2 separate regions of the Hordeum vulgare genome follow, and region 2 is linked to region 1. A link is a contact called in public Hi-C data. All regions are on one chromosome and are shown on one strand. The core of a region is the stretch at or near the end of the contact, and the rest is flanking DNA. Distances in the headings are between cores, read along the strand shown.

What was found. A called contact is a pair of places that touch in the nucleus more often than the background predicts.
Region 2: a contact with region 1 is called in a Hi-C map of leaf, with 4 times the contacts expected there. The contact joins two enhancer-like sites. A contact is called at or near these places in 2 of 6 Hi-C or Micro-C datasets (leaf and seedling).

Annotation. Positions count from the first base shown.
Region 1 is chr7H:548,869,796-548,874,786 of MorexV3_pseudomolecules_assembly, forward strand. No RefSeq gene overlaps it. Among protein-coding and RNA genes, the nearest start is that of LOC123407689, 28 kb to the left of the region's middle. Within about 2 kb of position 3,021, at least 1 of the 3 cell types and tissues checked has open chromatin away from gene starts, as enhancers often do. A contact at or near this core is called in leaf, where this site is marked.
Region 2 is chr7H:549,298,016-549,303,070 of MorexV3_pseudomolecules_assembly, forward strand. No RefSeq gene overlaps it. Among protein-coding and RNA genes, the nearest start is that of LOC123409271, 55 kb to the left of the region's middle. Within about 2 kb of position 3,441, at least 3 of the 3 cell types and tissues checked have open chromatin away from gene starts, as enhancers often do. A contact at or near this core is called in leaf, where this site is marked.

The DNA.
Region 1 (4,991 bases), core at 1,771-4,270:
GTTTTTCCCTCAACCTACCTTGGGATGGCGCTTTCTATCAAGAAACTTCAAAAAATCCACTACCTCAACATCATGTCCAAATTTGACAATAGAATGGCCGGTTGGAAAGGCAAGCTAATGTCCAAGGGAGATAGGCTAATCCTGGCAAAATCGGTTCTTCAGTCCCTGCTTGTCTACATGCTCTCATCGCATAAACCTCTAAGATGGCTACTAAAATGGTTTGATCAGCGCACAAGAGCTTGGTTTTGGTGTGCCGAAGAAAAATGCAATGGAGGACAATGCCGAGTTAGATGGGATATCGTATGTCCCCCAAAACGACTTGGAGGTCTTGGACTTCATGACATGGAGAAGTTTGCTCGTGCACTGAGATTAAGATGGATATGGCTGCGATGGACCGATGCCAACATCCCGACTGTTGGCGCAGGAGGACCATGTGATGACAGAGACTTCGCCATTTTCGCTGGGGCCACTATTGTGACCGTAGGCGATGGGAAAACAGCTCTTTTCTGGAAGGATGCTTGGCTACAGGGGATGGCACCAAGAGAAATCGCACCTAATTTGTTTGCAGGCTCTACAAGGAAAGGCAGAACCGTCTATGATGCGCTCTTGAGAGATAATTGGATCAATGACCTCCAGCGCAACTGGCAGAATGATATGATTGATGAACTTATTAACCTATCCACTTTGCTGAATCAAACTCAGCTAAGCACGATGATCAGAGACTCAATCACTTGTAAGCTAACAACTGATGGTGCATACACTGCAAGATCTGCTTACCTTTTCCAATTTGAGGGTATGATCAACTACAATCTATACTCCTCGATCTGGCGGACTTGGGCGCCACCCAAATGCAAGATTTTTTTGTGGATGGCCATGCAAAGGAAGATCCTCACTGCAGACGTGTTACTTCTGAGAGGATGGGACAATAACTATTTCTGCCCTCTATGCATGTGATGCCTGGAGACGGCCACACATCTCTTCTCTGAGTGCTCTTGGTCGACAAAGATTTGGGTGCAAATGGCTGTCTACACAAACTGACCATCCTTACAGCCTGCTTCCTGGCCGGCTGACCGACCACTACACGACTGGTTTCAGGCTCTAAGCAGTGCTGATTTCGACGCACGAAGGAAGAAAGGGACACGGGCCCTTGCAATACTGATCTGTTGGGAGCTTTGGCTCGAGCGCAACCGTAGGGTTTTCCAAAAGAAAGAGCTCCCAATAAACACATTGCTCACACGCATTAAAGATGAAGCTGCAGCTTGAAAGCTTGCTGGCTGCCCAATTGTTTTTGATCCAGGCTGAAAACATTTTTTGGGGGCCACCCCCACCCCCTTGTTGCCTTGCAAAGCGGGCAATAGTAGTCTTCTTTTTCTTTCTTTTTTGATGTTATTTGCTTAACTATTGTACCTTGGTCGTCGGCCACTTCCTTCTTAATAGAATCGCAGCAGATCTCCTGCTGTCTTCCAAAAATAAACTATACAGTATGTTTTGTGATTTTGCCATGAGCTATGTCCTAGAATTTGTGATCACTTTTGTATGTTGTTTGATGCTTGCCATGTTCAAAATTTCAATTTTAATTTGAACTATGTCATTTGCAAAGGAAAATTTAGAAAGTTGTTGGATTTATTTATCTTTGAATTACCGTGGTGGCAAAGCAATTATGAAGTATAGTAATATTGTCGAGCATGTACTAGAAAAGAGAATAATGCACAAATGGGTGACATGCTTTCCTTGGGTGATCTCGCAATGTGCCCATCCAACGTGCGCGCACACACACATTATTTTTTGGGAGACTCTCTCACAAATGAGGGACTTGACATTACACAGAGGGTACGTACGTAGTCTGTCTAGTCAGAGCTTCCCTCGAAAAGGTGATCCAAGCGACGCGGTACACTAGTTGCCACTTGCTACCGTCGGAACTTGTCCTACTACAACTCCTGCAGCAACGAGGAGTTGTGAGCCACGATGTGCCGTGCAACTATTGTAGCTTGTGAGCCACCGACCACATCAATTGACGCACCGACCCAGCGCCATTCGAGGATGCTAGGCGTGATTGAAGACTTGGTTGGTACGCCTCAGAATCAGAGAAGTTAGCAAGTTGACTTGGAGTAGATGTACCCACGTTCGGCACGAGGAACGCAATACTCGACACTGGGTGCATCACAAATACCGAATACATCTACCTACATGACCTTTTTCACGAATACGCAATACTTGCATATCATTTCATTGATAAAAGAAGTAGAAAGAGTATATAGAGATACAACACATGACACAGACGTGGATAGACGTGAACATGGTGCCCGGAGCAGAGAGACAAGGGTAGCTCAGCCCGTAAAGAGGATACAACACAACAAAACCAACCAAACCCAAACCGAAAGCGGCGATGCCAAACCAACAGAAACTCCAACATCGAGCCAAAACCGAGGACACCGCGAGCGACAAGATAGTGCCGTGAGGAAGCAATACGACGTCGAGACATCGTCACTATCCGGTCCGGGGAACCCGGACCTAGGGTTTCCCCTGAAATCAAAGAGGGGCTTAGCTGAAGACCTTGGCAGCGCCTCCAAGAAGAAAACGACATCCGCGAGTGTCGTTGCTGCCAGCACCGGCAAGCCGAGCAGTGATCTCTCCCTAACCTGAAGCTGAGCGATCCCATAGCCACCGGATCCGGAACCGTAGATGAGGAGGCCAACGCTGGTCAGAACCACCAAGATAGAAAGGGGAGGCCAACCGTAGATAGGAAGGCCAACGCTGGTCCGAACCACCTACATGACCTTGGAAGCGCATTCGGCATCATCGGGCCGGTCAGGGGCATGTCCTGCGTTATTGGGCTTGGCATCCGTGCGCTTGTTGGTTTCTAAGCTCGGTGATAGCAATTTCTCCTAATGCCTCACATCACACTTCATCGACGATGGCGACTTCAACACAGATGCCATGAGCGATTACATTGTTGGTGGGTTGGCCAGCCTTAGCGGTGACAGAGACACACCCATCACAGCAGTAACCCGACGAAGGAGTAATATGTTCAAAGGTGTACGAGTGGATTTGGTGTGACATGTCAGTTATCCTCTAATATCCTAACTCATAGATGACAGATACAAAACATGTCATTTTCTATATGTCATTTTCTATACCACTACATGGACAAATCTTATCTTCAGATTGAGGCTGGACACCAGCTCAATTTATAGGACCCTGCAAATGAGGTATTCACGCTTTCATTATGCAAACGACCATGCATGCATATTACGTGCCTAAAGTTCGTTTAACATGAAGCAAGCACCTATCTCACATATTTACAATTAGGAATTAAATTTATATTGTACTTCCTCCGTTTCAAAATAAATGTCTTAACCTTAGTATAACTTTGTACTAAGGTTAGTATAAATTTAAGACACTTATTTTGGGACTGAGGAGGTATACAATATTTAGAAATCAAATATTTAATTTAATTATAACTAGCAAAAAGGACCGTACATTGCAATGAAAGATTTTTTTTCATAATGTTCAATCATTATGACCATATTTTGTTGCATCACCGAGATACACTATCACTTTTAATACTACAAATCATATTTTTTTAAATCATGGATATTTTTTTAAACTCGTGAACATATTTAAAATCACGAACATTTTTCAAATTCGTGAATACTTATACTAATTTTCGGACATTTTTCTAAAATCAAGAATATTTTATACTGTATGCAAACATTTTTTTCAAATTATGAAAAGTCTTTTACAACAATTTTCTTGAATCGGAGAACATTTCTAGAATCGACGAACATTTTTGGAAATCGGTGGAATAATTCTTATTATTCACGGACAGTTTTTTGATTTATCAAACTTTTTTTGATTTAACGAACATTTTTTTTATTTTTTTGTCGGTGGCCTCATTGGCGTGTTTGCTGGCGACGACAATCGAAGCAGTGCGTGGGGGCTTTGGCTTGATGGGGAGCTCGGGAGGAGCATGGGAGGCGGGGGATCCAGATCCCGTAGCACACCAGTTGTTTCGGTGGGAAAGATTGCAACAACTACTCAGTTGCAAAATTTAGTCTACGTAATACATTGTTTTCGAGCCATCTGATTTAAATCAGATCCGACGGCTATGAAAACAGCGGACGCACTCATCCTTATCAGTCGCATGTTTTGAGTCATTTCCCAAATCTTATGGAGTGGGGACTTCACATTCAAATATGCTGTGTAATTTTTTTTCTTGCAAAATCATGTGGAGTAGGAACTACCGAACATCGAGTAGGCGAATCACCTGGACCAGTAGCAATGAGTTCACCCATCTCCTAGAGGCTTAATCCTTCTTAACCGAAAAAAAAAGGTTTTGTCAAGTTAGAACGGCACACATGGTCTCACAAATGAAAAAACCCAGTAGTAACATGTAAAAATCAGATCAAGATGCAGAAAACGAAAAGATACAACGAGAGGAGGGAGCATACCTGAATTCTTTGCTCTCAGTGCCCCGTTGCAGTTGTTCGCCGCCAGCATAGTCTGACAAAAAAGGGATTACATCTTACCTGAACCTGTTGTTCCCAGTGCCTCATTCAGTGATCGACCCTGGTAAGATTGAGCACGGAGACATGACGACTAAATGATTTTTTTAGTATTTGTGGTGGGCCGCAAGAAAAAACTTGACCATATATTCCGCCGTAGGCCGCCAGATAGGAGGTAACGTCCACAGGCGGGAGTGAACGGGCCAGACCCATGTCCTAGATTTAGCAAAAAAAAAAAAAACCTTGGAACCATTTATTTCAGAGTTTAAAAAAACTAAAATAAGTTAAAATACAGAAAATGAAAAATGTCCACAGTCCTGCTATAAAAATGTCCGTTACAAATTTGAAAAGAATGTTGGTCCTGTAAAAATGTTTATAGTATTTTAAATGTTTACCACATATTTTAGAAATTCTCATATCGTATTTGAAAAATGTTAGTCACATATTAAAAAGTGTTTATGTACATTTGAAAATTTTCACCCATGT
Region 2 (5,055 bases), core at 2,191-4,690, 430 kb after region 1:
CAGAGTGAGGTCGAGAATCAACGTGACAGAAAAATCAAGTGTCTACGATCTGATCGTGGAGGAGAATATTTGAGTCACGAGTTTGGCACACACCTAAGGAAGTTTGGAATCGTTTCACAACTGACGCCGCCTGGCACACCGCAACGCAACGGAGTGTCTGAACATTGTTATCGCACCTTATTAGATATGGTACGATCTATGATGTCTCTTACCGACTTACCGCTATTATTTTGGGGATACGCATTAGAAACTGCAGCATTCACTTTAAATAGGGCACCGTCTAAATCCGTTGAGACGACACCGTATGAACTATGGTTTGGCAAGAAACCTAAGTTGTCGTTTCTTAAAGTTTGGGGTTGCGATGCTTATGTGAAGAAACTTCAACCAGAAAAGCTCGAACCCAAAGCGGAGAAATGCGTATTCATAGGATACCCTAGGGAAACTATTGGGTATACCTTCTATCTTAGATCTGAAGGTAAAACCTTTGTTTCCAAGAACGGATCCTTTCTAGAGAAAGAGTTTATCTCGAAAGAAGTAAGTGGGAGGAAGGTAGAACTTGATGAGGTAATTACACCCCCTCTCGAACAGGATAGTAGCACAGCGCGGGAAGTTGTTCCTATGGTGCCTACACCAACTGAAGAGGAAGTTAATGATGATGATCATGAAGCTTCGGATCAAGTTACTAGTAAACCGCGAACAGAATAACGCCTTAAGCAAGATGACATGATGTAGCGGGATAATCTCAAACCAATGATGAAAACCCCATCTTTTTACCCTTGATGGCAACAACACGATGCGTGCCTGGCTACCCCTTCTGTCACTGGGTGAGGTCACCGCAGGGTATGAACCCAAAACAAAGCACTTCTCCCATTGCAAGAATCATAGATCTAGTTGGCCAGACAAAACCCACAACTCGAAGAGAATTACAAGGATGTGAAATCATGCATAAGAGAGATCAGAAGAAACTCAAATAAGATTCATAGATAATCTGATCATAAATCCACAATTCATCAGATCTCGACAAACACACCACAAAATAAGATTACATCGGATAGATCTCCATGAAGATCATGGAGAACTTTGTATTGAAGATCCAAGAGAGAGAAGAAGCCACCTAGTTACTAGCTATGGACCCGTAGGTCTATGGTGAACTACTCACGCATCATCGGAGAGGTCATGGTGTTGATGAAGAAGCCCTCCATGTCCGAATCCCCCCTCCGGCAGGGCACCAGAACGTGCCCCGGATGGGATCTTGCGGAGACAGAAGCTTGCGGCGGCGGAAAAGTACTTTCGATGATCTCCGGATTTTTTCTGGAATTTATGGGAATATATAGGCGAAAGATCTAGGGAAAAGGGCGTCCAGGGGGCCCACAAGCCTGGATGGCGCGGCCTCCCCCTAGCCGCGAGGTGGGGGCTTGTGGGGCCCCTGAGGCTCCCCTGCCTTGGCTCCCAAGCTTCCCGATCTTCTTCCGTTCCACAAATTCATACCGGTGTATCTTCCAAGACTTATTCAAGGTGTGCTCTATGTCTCTCTCCAATCTTTTCAAGAAGAATAAGTGGTATTTTAAACATTTTGCTTGTCATAAATTTAACTTGATGAAGGATAAGCATAACATAATTCTTATTCTTGTTTCTTCAAGGTGATTTCAGTTCTTCTTCCAAACTTGTTCATGTTATGAAATTATTTATCCCAAGTGCTTCATATTTTCTTTTCCGGAGTTCCAAGTCTTCTCAGGTATCTCATCACCAAGCTTCATCTAAATCATGGAAAGGCCTTAATCTTATTCTTTTGCAACCTTCAATTCTTTTCTGTGATCCTTTCATCCCGCAGTTCTTCCAAGGGTTCTTCAAGGATTTAATTCATTCTCAAGGTGTTCTTCAAGATTCTTGTTGGAGAACCTCAAGTGTTCTTTCTCTTGCATTTCAAAGTGCAGTTCTTCCTCCTTTATTCCTTGAGGTAGTGTTATATCATTTTGATTCTTGAGAATTCTCGAAGAGAATTTGTTTCAAGAATGGGATATTTAAACCCACCAATTTCTTCAGTCATGAGATATTTTTAACCCATCTTTTCTTCGATTGAGCTACCTTGGTTTAGATTTCACCTAAAGCTTTTCCTAAGGAATGTTGCTATCATGGTGCTTGTCATTAATCCAAGTTCTCAATGTATCCTCTTGGTGAAAGAAGTTTGCCTCTCTTGTTGCTATCAAGCAATCAATTGCTTATGTTAGTGGCTGGTTGTCACCTCATAATTTTGAAATAGTTTCCATAAGACTACAACAAGTATGTTCTTTTCGTTGTTGATTTTCGAACAACTCCGTTCAATTCTTCTTCATAAGGGTGTTTCAATTCAATTGTGGTGCAAGTTATCATTTTCGTCTCTATTCTTTTCTTTCCAATGATCTAGTTTCTATTCCTTGTACGTGAGGCATGGTGATGTTGCTCTCTTTCATTCATAATCTAGTTTTGTCAAGATCTTGTTATTCCCTTGCTTGTTCAACTAACGAGAGTGTTGTGTCCTTTCATCTTATTCTCTTCATCTCATCAAATTTTGCCTCTATTTCCTACTGAAGTGGTGTCGAAATTTCTTTTGAATTATTGGTTGTTCCCCATGTCATTCTTCATCTCTTTGCAACCCCCAAGATTCATTGGTTTCACTCATTTGTCAAAGAAGCAACAAAGTTTTACCTCTTCTTTCCTCTTCCTCTTCCCCCTTTCATTCTTAGATTTTGGGTCAAGATCTCTTGTTAGTATAAGGAGAGTTGTAATAGCCAGGAACCGACGCTTCAGAAGATTCCTCTTTTATTCCATTGTCATCGTGTGATTTGTTTGGTTGTTGCATTCAGCATTGCATCATTCACATTATCCGCATTGCATCGGCACTATGTTGCCGTCAGTTTCAAACATGCATCCGTTGTTAGTTGCCGGTTCCCTTCATTTTTGTCGTTGACCGTTTCGAGACCAACCATACACGCACGCGCCCACGAAATCGTTAAAATTATTGTTTTTAAAAGTGTGTATAAAAATTTCTCGGATTGGGTTGAAACTTGGCGTGCGGTCTTACTTTAGTGTAGTTAGGCCGCATGCCAAATTTCATCGCGATCGAAGGTAGTTTGATACCTGAACCGTTAAACCTATAGCGGCACTATAGCCGGTCAAACCGCAGACATTTTCGGTGTTCTAAATTGTTGTCGGGCTACTTATTTCCCTCTCATCGCAGCCCAACACCTCCACACAGGCCACGTAAACCCACCTGGCCTACCCCTCCATTTCGGACCGCCCAATCGAGATTAGACGGTCTGAAAATGGACAAAAACCCTAGCCCTAGCACCCCCTACTATATAAGGATGCCCCCATTCCAAAAATGGACCTCCACCTTCCTCATCCTCAAATCGTCGACCCTGCAGCGCCCCAGCCAGTGCGGCCCTGTAGAGCCCATCACAGGCCCGCCCGGGGCCCGAACCACCGCCTTCGCCCAGGAGCCTCCCGTGCCTGGATCTCGAGTGCTGCCCGAGCCAGGGCCTCGCCCAACCTCGTCGCCGCCTCAACCTCACCTCGCTGGACTTTGCCCAGGCCGGTCACCCCACGCACAACTTCTCTCCTCCCCCCGTTCTATCTCTCTGTCTTATCCTCTACCCCGCTCTCCTCCAAATGGACAGGGAGAAGACCAACCATGGCCGCCGCCCGATCTGCTCCACGCTTGCTCGGATCTGTCAGCCGCCGCCGGCAATGGATCCCTCGTGCCTGGATCCGTTCAGATCCGGTCGGACCCCCATGAAATCGCGCATCCACGCCTTCCCCACGTCACCGGAATCCCCCAGCGTCGCTATGGCCTCTGCTCTCTTGTGGGAGCATGAGCGAGGAGACGCACAGCGCTAACCGCTCGCTCGCCCTCGGCCACAACGATGCGAGGCCCGCCTCTAGCAGCATCGTAGGCCGCGCCAAGGCCCGGCCGCCTACCATGACCTCCTCTCCATCAACCCCATCATGGCCCAGCCTCCGCTTCCGGCTCGATGGCCTGGAGAGCGCCATCTGCTTACCCTACGCCCGTGCGGTGTTCTGCTAACTTGCGCTCGCTACTTTATTTAGGCTAGTGGACAAATTCGGCCCATAAACATTTTCCCTGCGGTGAAAATTTAACATTTAATCTTGGACATTTAATAAATTACAGAAAAATGCACATTTTAAAATGATAATAATTCTTCAACCACGCATCGGATATAAATGATTTGAATATGTAAAATATTTAGAACTTCATGTAGATTAATAATTTCCAACTTTCGTGCATGTTAAGAATAATTAAATGTTCTGTTTGCATCGATTTGCGTGATGACATATTAAAATGATTTAGTCCATAGCCAATTAAGTGTGCTTCAAATTTAAAAACTTCATACATGAAACCTGCTTCGAATTATGTTTAGTTTTGCAATATCCAAGTCTCACATGTGTTTAAAATGTTTAACTTTCTATTTCATCTAATTTGCATTATTTTCCATGTTAGAAACAGTTTGTCTCATAACTAATTAACCGTAGCTCCGATTAAAAATGTTTCACATATGTAACTTGGCTAGAAAAATGCGTATAATAACATGGTGACGTTTATCTTCCTATTTAACAACTCTAAAATTGTGTTTAGAAAGATCTATAGCAAATTCAAAATTACATATGGAGACTTTTCAGAATTCTATTCGTTGTTCCGGCCTCATTTAAACTTGCTTAGTATTTCATGTAGTCTCATATTATCTTGTTGCATCCATCATTAATATGTTGTGATTGCCATTTGCATGCATTTTATATTCGTAGCATATCATCTTGTGTTGCTCAAATATTTTAAATTATAGCTCCATTTTAGATGATATATATATGTAAATCGATTAGAATGACGTGTAGAATCATATGGTCTACTTCATTTTAATGTTTAACAAATAAAAAATGTGTTTAGTTCAGATCTGGACATATTTCGAAATTAACATGTGGGGTCGTTTCGAAAATGCTATAGGTTGTTTCTGACCTCATTTAAAATGCCTAGCTAGTGTAGTTTATTTATGCTTCACCTCT